Linked DNA regions of Mus musculus: all the other regions are linked to region 1. Evidence: chromatin contacts called from public HiChIP or PLAC-seq data. All regions are on one chromosome and are shown on one strand. The core of a region is the stretch at or near the end of the contact, and the rest is flanking DNA. Distances in the headings are between cores, read along the strand shown.

What was found. HiChIP or PLAC-seq counts read pairs in DNA pulled down with a chosen protein or histone mark.
Region 2: an H3K27ac HiChIP or PLAC-seq map of trophoblast stem cells shows a contact between it and region 1, with 2.9 times the contacts expected there. The contact joins the enhancer-like site here to the promoter of Snd1 in region 1. A contact is called at or near these places in 3 of 39 promoter capture datasets (embryonic stem cells, hippocampal neurons and liver), 1 of 15 datasets of contacts at CTCF or cohesin (embryonic stem cells), 19 of 115 datasets of contacts at active chromatin or transcription factors (the 230-238 cell line, the NIH/3T3 cell line, Th17 cells and 11 more) and 1 of 9 other capture datasets (adipose tissue).
Region 3: an H3K4me3 HiChIP or PLAC-seq map of bone marrow-derived macrophages shows a contact between it and region 1, with 4 times the contacts expected there. The contact joins the enhancer-like site here to the promoter of Snd1 in region 1. A contact is called at or near these places in 3 of 39 promoter capture datasets (embryonic stem cells, liver and stem cell-derived epiblast-like cells), 12 of 115 datasets of contacts at active chromatin or transcription factors (the 230-238 cell line, the NIH/3T3 cell line, astrocytes and 7 more) and 3 of 9 other capture datasets (adipose tissue, embryonic stem cells and liver).

The regions. Positions count from the first base shown.
Region 1 is chr6:28,478,637-28,482,340 of GRCm38.p6, reverse strand. It overlaps Snd1 (staphylococcal nuclease and tudor domain containing 1), which reads right to left and starts at 1,993. Exons shown (of 24, transcript NM_019776.2): 1 at 1,699-1,993. The coding sequence starts at 1,776.
Region 2 is chr6:28,930,838-28,934,541 of GRCm38.p6, reverse strand. It overlaps a transcript of Snd1 not described here. Among named protein-coding and RNA genes, the nearest start is that of Gm40357, 32 kb to the left of the region's middle. Within about 2 kb of position 1,936, at least 73 of the 459 cell types and tissues checked have an H3K27ac peak or open chromatin away from gene starts, as enhancers often do. A contact at or near this core is called in epiblast stem cells, hippocampal neurons, neural progenitor cells and 1 more, where this site is marked.
Region 3 is chr6:28,878,717-28,882,420 of GRCm38.p6, reverse strand. Snd1 (staphylococcal nuclease and tudor domain containing 1) reads right to left here. Exons shown (of 24, transcript NM_019776.2): 18 at 2,083-2,224. Among named protein-coding and RNA genes, the nearest start is that of Lrrc4, 49 kb to the right of the region's middle. Within about 2 kb of position 1,645, at least 10 of the 459 cell types and tissues checked have an H3K27ac peak or open chromatin away from gene starts, as enhancers often do. A contact at or near this core is called in bone marrow-derived macrophages and microglia, where this site is marked.

The DNA of each region.
Region 1 (3,704 bases), core at 744-3,243:
TACTCATTGAATCTAATGAATTCTGACTGTCTAGATATAAATAGAAAGGCAAAAGGGCAATATTGAATATCTCAAGAACCTCACACACAAGCGGCAGAATATTCATGTTCAAGAGTGTGCATGTGGAGCAGGGGAGATGGCTCAGCATTAAGAGTACAGACTGTTCTTCCAGAGGTCCTGAGTTCAAATCCCAGCAACCACAGGGTGGCTCACAACCATCTGTAATGGGATCCAATGCCCTCTTCTGGTGTGTGTGAAAAGAGTGACAGTGTGATCACATTAAATAATTAAAAAGGGTGTCCATGTGTGCACACATATGTGGGTGCCTGATAGGGAACCTGTGCCTGAACACCCATGCAGAGGGCCAAAGATGCTGGAGCACAGGAAAGCATCCATATCAGTGCCTTCCTCTACTGCTCTTCACCCACTTGAGAAAAGGTCTCTCTCTCTCAATGCACCCGAAGCCTGATATTTTTAGCTAGGCTGGTGGAACAGCAAAAGCCCAGGGTCCACCAGCGCCACGTGCAGCACAAAGGTTCCAGGCAGTGGAACAGCCACGTCCAGCTTTAATGTGTGCCGTGAAGATGCGAACCGGGGTCCTCAGGACTGAGCAGCAAGCACCTGTATCCACTGAGCCATCTCCCCGGATCCCCCTGCAGAGTATATTAATCCTGAGAAAGACAACAGGGACAGCAAAAACAAAAAAAGTTTCAAAAACTGGCTCTCTGGGGAAACTGTCTTCCACTCTGGAGAGAAAAGTCGTTGGAGTTACAATATGAAAAGCAATCGAAAAGATCACAGCCATCTTAAACAGAAAAATCTGTTAACAAACGAGAAATGTCAGACCTCAAGATGTGGGAGGAAAAAAAGGAGAAACAATATAAGAAATAGAACAGAACTTATGCTACAAAATTAGTGTGGAAGTGGAGGTGATGGAATTCAAAATTCCGAATAAAGAAAGCAAAGGTAAGTGAGCAGGATCTATAATAAGAACCCTACACAGGGAATCAGAACACCTGGACTCTTATTATTGGCTCCACTCCAAACCGCCATGTGCCCTTAAGGCAAGTTAGTTACTCTCTTTAAAAACAGGCTCCTTGTCCTTAAGAAGTGAAGAAATGCTACTTAGTATAAGATCCCTGCCAGGCTAAATTTTTAATTTAAAAATACACGAAAATCAGGAGCTTCCAGGCCTAGAAACTAGACATTGAGATAAAAGGGGGAAAGAGTTGAGAAAACTTTGGGTGAATAAGTGAGTCAGTGGACAGAGACAAGCTTCGTGACAGCCAAGCACTCCCGGGGTTCCAGGAAAAGATGTCCGGATCTAGAGAAACTGCGAACTAATCGGCATATGTCAAAATGGACAGAAAGAGGGGGATGGGAGTAACTATCCGTGAACTATCTCCGTTAATGAACCGGTAATAGACCTGCTTCTGGTAAACAGGTAGGGGCTCCGAAAGCCGCGACCCACGAAAATCACAGCGAGCGAATCATGGACAGGTTGCCCGGGAGGCAAAAGTCAAGATAAGTTCGTTCTCGGGTTCTGCCTGGTGAAGATTCGGAGAGTAGGTGGAGAGTGAGGAAGGGGCAGAGGAAAAGCAAACTGAGACCATGCAGGCTGACGGGAGAGAAGGAAGTCAATGCCTGGCTCCTGCTCCAAAGCAGCAGAGGGGTCCGGGTCCAGGGTCCCGCTCTCACCATCTTGACGATGCCCCGCTGCACGGTGGGGACCGCGGGTCCCCCGGAGGAGCCGCTGCTCTGCGCGGAGGAGGCCATGTGTGGAGCTGGAAAGGCAGCGAGTGGGGCGGCCGGCCGGACTGGAAGTGTCAGGGTGGGTGTCGGCGCTTGCAGCGACAAGGAGCAGGCAGGCGACAGGCTACCGTCGGTGGGCTGGACAGAAGCGCCAGGCGCACACTAGAACACCAGCGGGACTGGGAGCAAAAGAGGAGACGCGATCTCCGCCGCCGCCACACGTTCTACTCGCCGCGCAAGCGTGCCAGAGCGCCACCGCCCTCTAGCCAATTAGCGTCCAGAACCCGCTGGAACTCAAGCCAATAGGCACTCTCTTTATGAAGCTCCGCCCTTTGGTCCCAAAACGGGTGCGGAGCTCCAGGAAGCGCTGAAAGAGCTGATTTGCGGTGACGGGATGGTTTTGAGGCGGGACTTCCGGGGAAGTCTTGAGAAGGTGGTGTCGGGAGGTGTAGTGGGAAGGAAAGGACACGTCAGCATCTGGCAGTGGTGCGCGGGGAGCCATGGGAGCCCCGAAGGCGGGGCGGGCCTCGCCCTCCAGCGGAGGTTCTGCTCCTGCCCCGCCCCTCAAGCGGCAAAGCGCCCACGTGTACGGAGCTGGACACCGGAACTGGACGACAAGGGCCTGGGGCCGTCCCAAAGGAACCTTACTGCTCTCAGAGTTCTGACGTTTCACCTCCGCAAAGCAGAGGAAACTTTTGAAAGTCGCCGCCATTGGGTAACCTGCTGATGTTAGTCTTGACCCGGAATGTGGCCGCGAATCTCCCGGTGGTCCGGAGTATCACTGGGGTTTAGTGCTTGTGAGTTCCGCTCATGTTTGTTGATGGAAGCAATAAGCATCTCTTAGAGGATGACTCGTCCTGCACACTGAGAATAGCCTCGTTTTTCGGCTCCTTCCCTCCTGCTCCAACTGAGGTTAGGAAAAACCTTGGGATTTGCCATCCCAGGGCTGAGCGGGAGACAGTCCTAACTCACTGCTAATCTCAGCTCGAGGTGGATCAGGAAAGCCATATTCAAGTGGATATTCAGGGAGAATTTATGGTCTTGGAGTGCCCCGTTTTAGAGCACAGGTTCTTGTATGTATTATTTAATAATAAAACCTGGACCTACGCTAAAGACACTACTTCCACTATAGCCTGTTTTAAGAAGTTTGAGTAGTCACGCATGTCTCAAATCAGGGTCAAGTTTTGGGGTCAGCATCTTCCTATAGCTCCAAAGCCAAGTCTGTACCACGAATTCACCCTATTCAAAAGAGAAAACGGATCTTTATAGATAGATACACACACACACACACACATATATAAAACAATTTTGAGGGGTTGCCCAGTACACTGGTAGCTCAGCTCTAAGACCTCATCTTTAGTGAATTTGACCTTTGCAACAGTGTAGCCACTCTCTCCAGGATAGTTGAAGCAGTTGAAACTAATTCCAAACATCTCATTTTCTGATCATAGTTACTGTCCTTTCCCCCCTACTCAGCCAGTTAATTCTCTTTTGCTTGTACTAATTTTCTATTTCTACACAACCATTGATCCTACTAGTCAGTCCTAACAACCAAATTACGTGGAGCATGAACATGCACAGTATACACTGCCTGTTAAATACTTTTTCCCTGAAGAATATGTTAGTCCTTAAGACAAGCCTACAAAGTCCATATGATCTGTTTCTTCAAAGGAGAGCATTGATGTTTTGTTTTCTGTCTGTTTATTTTTAAGTGAATAGGAATCTCAAAGGGCTCCAACAGGTAAAGTTGATTGCATTGCAAGGTAGATAACCCGAGTTCAGTCCCTGGGACCCACATGGTGGAGGAAGAAAACCAAGTCCTGCAAGCTATCCTCTGACCTCTCAGGCAAACTGTGACATGTGATGCTTGCATACACACACAGATATATATAACATATACATAAAAAATGTAGTTTGAAAAAAAATCTAGTGAGCAGTGCTAGGTCAGTATC
Region 2 (3,704 bases), core at 687-3,186, 450 kb before region 1:
CCTGCCTGAATGCTGCCATGTTCCTGTCATGATGATAATGGACTGAACTTCTGAGCCTGTAACCCAGCCCCAATTAAATGTCATCCTTATAAGAGTTGCCTTGGTCATGGTTTCTGTTCACAGCAATAAATCCCTAACCAAGACAGGTGCTGAGAGCCAAACTCTGGTCCTCTGAAAGAGCAGTAAGCACTCTTAATCACGGAACTATCCCTCCAGCCCTTTAGTTAGCCATTTTAAAAGTTTTATGTATGTATGTATGTATGTATGTATGTATTGTGTGTGTGATTGTGTGCATGTGTGTGTGTGTGTGTAACTTACTGGAGTCAGTTCTCTCCTTCTTCCTAATGGGTCTTGGGAATCAAATTTAGGTCATCAGGCTTGGTGATGAGTGCCTTTACTCTCTGGGCCATTGAAACCAGTCCCACTTTCAATACAATCTAAGTATTGATCTATCAGTTCTCTCTTATCAATAAGGGATCTGCCCAAGACCTCAAGTGGTGTCTGAAACCATGGGGAGTATCTTAACCCTTAAACATATTGCACTACATTTCTCCTTCTATCCGCGTACAATGATCAATTTTAATTTATAAATTAGGTCCAGGATGAAACTAAGAACTACTATTATAAAAAAAAAAAATCACGAAGGCTTGTGGCAATTAAACTTGTATGAATGTAGTTTTCTGCTTCTCAGTATCTTCTTACACCTGCAGCTTCCCTATGGAACACATGTCTCAGTCCTATTATCACTCCTGGGCCATTGTTACGTTAGCACTGAGCACCAGGCCCTTCATTCAGTCTCAAGACAAGAGCTGAGTGATAGTCCTACCATAGTATGTAAGGGGTGGGCACACCGAACAGAAAGTGGGGTTTCTATCACAGACAACATACAGCAGGCGTCTTGAAATTTGATCATACCGTTGCTCAAGATGATACAGAATTTAAATCATGTAAATTATTTTTAGTGTACAGTCTGTTTGTTTCCTATGGTGTGGCATAGGCATGCCACATAGAGCAAGCATAGAGAGGTCACAGGAATGTTGCTTCTCTTCATCCCTCGTGCTCAGTCTTGGGCATTGAATGGACTTGCCACTCACTGGGTTATCTCGACAGCTCTAACTTGTTCATTTCTAGAATTTTCCATTTGATATTTTCGGACCATGATTAATTTCAAGTAACTGAAAGAAAACACAAGAGTACTGCTGAGCGTTTGGTAATTAAAAGGAACTCAAACATCGGATAATAAAATTATTAGATATTTATATTGGTGTGGTCTACATATTGCTCACAGTTTAGCGTGCCTAACCCGATGTCTAATAATAAACCACACACAGTCCTCACCTGCTCCAGTTTTCAGCAAATCTCTTTATGTGTATATGCGTTCTGTGTAATGTATATATTTATTGTGTGTACATGTTTGTGTATGTGCGCGTGCTTGTGCGCACACATGTGTGCTCATCAAAGATCTCTTCCTCGGCTGCTCTCCACTTTATTTTTTGAGCTGGGCCAGGGCAGGACAAGCACTTTACGGATGAATCCATTTCTCCAGGCTGCTTCTTGGGTTCCCTTACTGGAGAGGCAGGGATTTGAAGAAGGGTGCACAGAGACCTTGCCTGGGAGAACACACGCTCCAAGGCTCACATACAGCTGCTGGGGAACGCTGTGGGAGCCGGCTTCTCTACGCTCTAGTGATTTCCACAGTGCGTCCTTTGCCTTCTGTCTGCCAAAATTCTACAGCAGTCACCAGGGTGTCTGGCAGCAGAAACTCCCAAGCCCTCCATTAACATGATCACTGCGGGGCCTCACATTAGTGCCCTGAGTTCTGTGAATAGCCAGTTCCCAATTATCTGCCGCTTTCCAAACACCCCAAGTCAGTGACAGCGTTTCCCTGCCACTGCCTCCACAGAAACGCATCTGGGATGCAGCCCGCGTGGGTCATGCCATCTCTGCCTCCGGTTTCTGGGAATGATCTGGTGCCAACTTGAAGGCTTCATTCCGAAGACTGCAGGGCTTGGAGGTCAGGGGCAGGCGGAGGATCTGGAGTCCTCCCTGTGTAAGGGTTGTGCGGCCTGAACAGGAACGCCCCTCCCCGCAACCTAGCGCTCCAGAACCCCTGCAGTTCATCCTGGCCAGAAGCCAGAACAAGCTAGTTCCTGTCTTGCCTCAGGACCTCAGGAGATCCTACCCAGAATTCCCGGATCCCAAGCCTAGTGCCTTGGGGGGGGGGGGGGGGGCGGGGGGCGGGATGGGGCAGGGGTTGGGTAAAGGAAAAGGATAAGGAAGAAAGAATGCAAGCAGAAGGCAGAACTGGGAGTGCTGAGAGCTCAGGAGAGGAAGGAGACGTAAGGGTCTCAGTGCCAGGCAACTTGTGCTAAGCCCATATACCGCATCAATCCTCAGTTTGGGTTTCAGGCTTGTCACACACAGGATGCTCCAGAAAGTATTTCCTGTTTGATACTATACAGGGGGGGGGGGGGAGTGGGGAGGGGGCAGGCATGAAGGGAAAGGACGCCTCAGCGGAGGGAGGTTAGGTGTGTGTGTGTGTGTTGGGGGGTGGTGACAGGTCTTTCTAACCACTAGCTCTCCTCCCTACTCAGCAGGAAGCCTGCCCCTGATGAGAGGCAGAACCTGCAGTGCGAGCCCCATAGCCTTCCCTTCCTGTCCACTCCCGGCCCTCTTGGGGGCCCACTCGGATGATGCCAGAGCTTAGCGGTAGCTGTCCTGTCCTGCTACTCATCTCTCCTCTCCCTCTAAAGTGTGTGTGTGTGTGGGGGGGGGGGGGGGGTTTGAGACGAATCAGGACTTCTGGGCTCTCCTACAGCTCAGCCTGAATCCCCTACCCCCACCCCAGCCCCCCTTTGGAGCCCATCCCTCGCAGGCTTAATTAACTCCACAAAACACTCGATAGCCCTTGGTGATGGGAGCTATAAAATTGCAAAGTCTGATTAAAAATAATAATGAGAATGCCTGGCGCCCATTAGCCTGTTCCTGAGCCCTTAACAAGGATTAATTAATTAACCAGCTCCTTCGCAGAGTGGGGAGCAGGCAGGGTGATGAGCACCCCTTTAGAAGAGGGGTGCCTTAGGTAAGAAAAAACGGTGCTCTGCCGAAGGCTTTGCCTGGCCCACTCTGGACCTTAATAGGGGCCAGGCCATCCAAACAGAGCTCCGGGCCCAGCCTTTAGAAGCATCCGTTTGTGCCAGCCCCTGGCTATGCAGCTTGGAAGGCTGGCTTCCTTGTGTGCGCGTTTCCTACTCTGAAATACTCAGGTGGGGTGGTTGTTTTCCAGGATGCCTCTCAGCTTCGATGTTGGTTGTGACCCCAGCGGCCAGAGGGCCATATGTGCCTGCTCTCTGGGAAGAGGGGGCAGAGTTTTCTAGGAAAAGTATGTCCCCTCCTGTCTTGCAAGGAGAGTTTGGTTTTACCCAGAGACCTGGCCTTCAATCACCTTTTTTTTTTTTTTTTTTTTTTTTTTTGCCTTTTAGATAATGTAATAACTTTGGTTTTTTTAAATAAAAATCTATTTTTAATTGTTATCTGCACATGCGTAACTCATGTATGTGAAGGGCAGGATAACTTGCAGGAGTCGGTTATGCTATGGTTCTGGAGGTTGAACTTAGGTCACCGGGTTTGCACCACCCCCTTCTCTTTACTTATGTGTATGTGTCTGCGTGACTGTATCCTAAGCATATGCAGGCAGCTGAGGA
Region 3 (3,704 bases), core at 396-2,895, 400 kb before region 1:
GGCCTGTCCTTTCATGGCCCTTCTGACCCAGATGCTACTTCAGCCTCACAGCCTCTTTGCTCTCTTCTGCCTCATAGGTGAGAACAGGGCTGGTGATGTATAGTCTATGTGTGGTATTCTTCTCTCCCTTCAGGGCTGAGGCCACACTGTAACAGGTTAAACTTGCCACCATCCACTGTCTAAGTTCCTTGTCTGTGTTTATGTTTTTGTCATTACACTGTGAGCTCCTTCAGGGCACAGACCATAGCTCACTTGATTGTTTACTTGCACAGGTCTGGTAGGATCCCCAGTGCATGCAGGGTGCTTAATAATTCAACCACCCTGAAATGATCTCTGCATATGCAACACATGTCATCTTCCTGGGCTGCTGTGCACCCACGGTCCTGGCACTCAGTCAACTGAGTGTGAGGCCTCTGGGCTCCTCCAGAGTGCTCCCTGCCCAGATACCCAAGCTCTAGGCACTGGGAAGCAGCCTTTACATTGACAGGTTTGAATTCGGTCTACTTTTAGTTTATTGGATTTTTAGGTTCCCAGGCAACAGAAAGAAAGAGGCTCATGCCTCCTGCCAGCAGCCACAGCCTCCTGGAGGTCCTTATATAGGGTCTGCCTGGCCACCTGCAGTTAATGTTTCTATCAGTTCCTGTGTGAAGATGGGCTTTAATAGAAAGAGGGGCAGGCAGGGTGAGAGGATGTGCCTTGAGGAGTCCCAAGGTTCAAAGAGGGAGGCTAAAGACCCTGGGCTTATTTTCATGGATTGAACAGAGCCACCTGAGGGTTGCAGCCTCCTGGTACTGTTAGAAGCCAGTGACAACATTCTAGGAATGCTAGCTTTCTATGGGCCTCTTTCTTTCCCATTTCTTCCCTGGACTCCACTCTCTCCAAGTATCTTGGCTTTCTGAGCAGCCAGAGACAGCCTGATAGGGTTCCCTGATGAGGGAGTCAGGCAGGAAATGTGTACCCTCAAGCTCTGCCTCTGAACGCAGTGGGGCCAGTTAAGGAGGTCCTTCTAGGTGGGGCCTGTGGGTGGATCTTGTCCCTGGGCAATCCTCTCTCAGGCTTTCCAATGGCCACTGTAGCTGTTCTTGCGGTCACCCACAGACCTAATGTCTACTTAGACGCTGTGAGGTAACACGCCTTTTCCATCAGGCAGCCCAGTCCGGAAAGCTGGTTGCCTTCAGGAGAAGTGAGTCCCCTTATCAACCTTCCCCCTCCTCCTTTTCTCTTCCCAAGCAGAGCCTACACAGGATAAGGAAGAGAGAAGTTTTCCTGGTGAAATGACAGCACCACAAAGCAGCTGCTTGGGAAATATCATTAGAGGGGAAGTGGCTGAGACAGGCTGCTGGCAACTTGGAGAAGGCTTGGAGGCAGAATTGAGGAAGCTAGGCAAAAACCATATCCTGCCATTCCTGGGGCTGCCCATATCTGCATATCCCTCGGTTGGGATTTGGCTCCTTGGACCCAAAGGTCTAAGAGCTTGACCCTTTCTTCCCAACAAAACTGCTTCTTGCCTAGAGCAGATTGAAGAGGAAGGAGGTCAGGGGAAGGAAGAGTGGCTGCCGCTAGAACGGTCTCTACTGAGATGGCCATCGGGTGGTGGACTGAGCATAGGAGAAAGGAGAAGGTCCTTCACAAAGAATGCCAGGGGATAGCTTCCCCTAGAGACTGCTTGTTGTCATGGAAACTGGCCACTACAATTCTACACTAACCAACCTCTGTAGGAGAAACCACCTCAAGGAGAGGGACAAGCTTGTACCCTTCTGGTCCTCTGTAAGAAGAGGGCCCCCTGATCATATCAGACAATCTGCTCCATGATTCCTGACACACTTAGGCAACAAATCCTCACGCTCAGGGCTGCCAGGGGTGTCTGAGAGGAAAACCATTACCTAAGAGTCTCAGAGAACCACCCAGATGAATCTATAATGCCACCTGTCCTCAGAGGACCTGCTTGGCCTGCCACATGTCCACTCCAGGGCTCACTTGTGGGTAGCAGAGGTGACATAGTCCCAGTGCGATGGAGGCAGGGGCAGTAGCAGTTGTAAGTTCCGTGGGGGATCTGTGAGGGGGCAGCACACAGGCACTCACCAGTCTCCACATCTTGCACATAGAAGTGCAGGTCATCTGTGATCTCGGTCACAAACACCGGCTTGTAGCTGGCAGAGCGCTCCTTCTCCTCCAGCACAGGCATGACCTCCTCCACAGGCCGCTCCTCATAGTGGGCCCAGACCTGCAGGTGCGGTAGTGAAGACAGGGTAGCTGAGGGGGACATCGCTGAGGACCCCCAACCAGGGGCTTTGGGTAAATAGGTGTTGCCCTTGGGTAAGTCTGGGGTCACTGCAGGGCTGATTCTGAGCAGGAAAGCTGGAGTCTCTGAAGTTCCAGGTTAGAGGGTCATGATTCTGACAGATATCAAACTGGAAGCTTATTTAAAAACAGGCTCCAGGATCTCACCCCAGGCTTATTAAATTAGAATCAAACCGAGTTCCAGGTGATCCCAGGAGTAGAGTGTAAGGATCCCACCAGTGAGCTGCCTTGGCTTTGGGCAGTCTGCTCAGTCCCTCTAGTTTCAAACCTCCACCTCCCTTCCCACAGTGCTCTGCAAGGTCACTCTGCAGGTCATTTCTATGGCCACTCCTGTTCCTGAGGCACTCCTAGTTGCAGCTGGGAATGGGGGACTTGGCTCTGTGAAGAACTGTTTTTCTTGTGCTCTGGATTCCTCACCTCCAGCAGGTTGCTCTGACCTCAGCTCAGAGGCTGGGCCACCCTCTCCACACTTCCCTCTCTTCTTGCCTGCCTGCCTTCCTTCCTTCCTTCCTTCCTTCCTTCCTTCCTTCCTTCCCCATGCCCTGTGCCAGAGCTGCAGCAGCTCAGAAGTTGATTCGACGTGACAACGCGTCAAGTCCAATCCTGCGGCCAGGAGATTAGCCAAGTAGTGAGGCCTGTCAGCGCAGGGGAGGGAGGTGGCTCTCCAGCTGAGTAGCAGGAAGTGGATGGGGAGGCAGGAGACAGGACCACACATGGCATCATGAAGACGTGTACAGAGGAAGAGGATGATATTAGCCTGAAACCTTCTTGCTCACCAGTGCCACGAACCTTCTAAACACTCTCTAGGTATCAATCCAGTTGAGCCTTACAACAACCTTTTTGAATGAGTATAACACTATTCCTCTTTTGCAAATGGGGAAACTGAGGTACACAGGTGTGCAGTCAGAAGTAGGCCCTTGGTGATGGTTGGGTGTCTGGAGGCAAGAGGCAGCACAGGGGGGCTCTGGGGAAGGCTTAGCGGCATGCACATTTACCCTTTACCTCGTGTTGACTTTAACAAGTGATCCCTGGGTCTACTTCCTTTGATTAGAACATTAACATCTAGTCACTGACATTCTCAGCTAATGAGCAGGTTCTTGGGTGGCCCCTGGAAGGAGCTGAAAGGCAGGCATGCTACAATTATGGAACCTCCTTGAGTCACCCCAGGCTTACACTTCTGCCTTTCTACCAAAAGGAGAGGCAAGAGTTTAGGGGCTATCGAAGGGAATGGCTAAACCTAGGCCTAAGTTTTCCATCATTCCACATAGAGAAAGAAGTGCCTTTCACAATGCCACGTGTAGGGCTTACTCTGGCTAGGTTCTAGCTGCTAACATCTGTCTCCATCACTACTACTGTCGTTCTCATTCCATCACCCAGGGACTTAAGACATGCACCAGCACCAG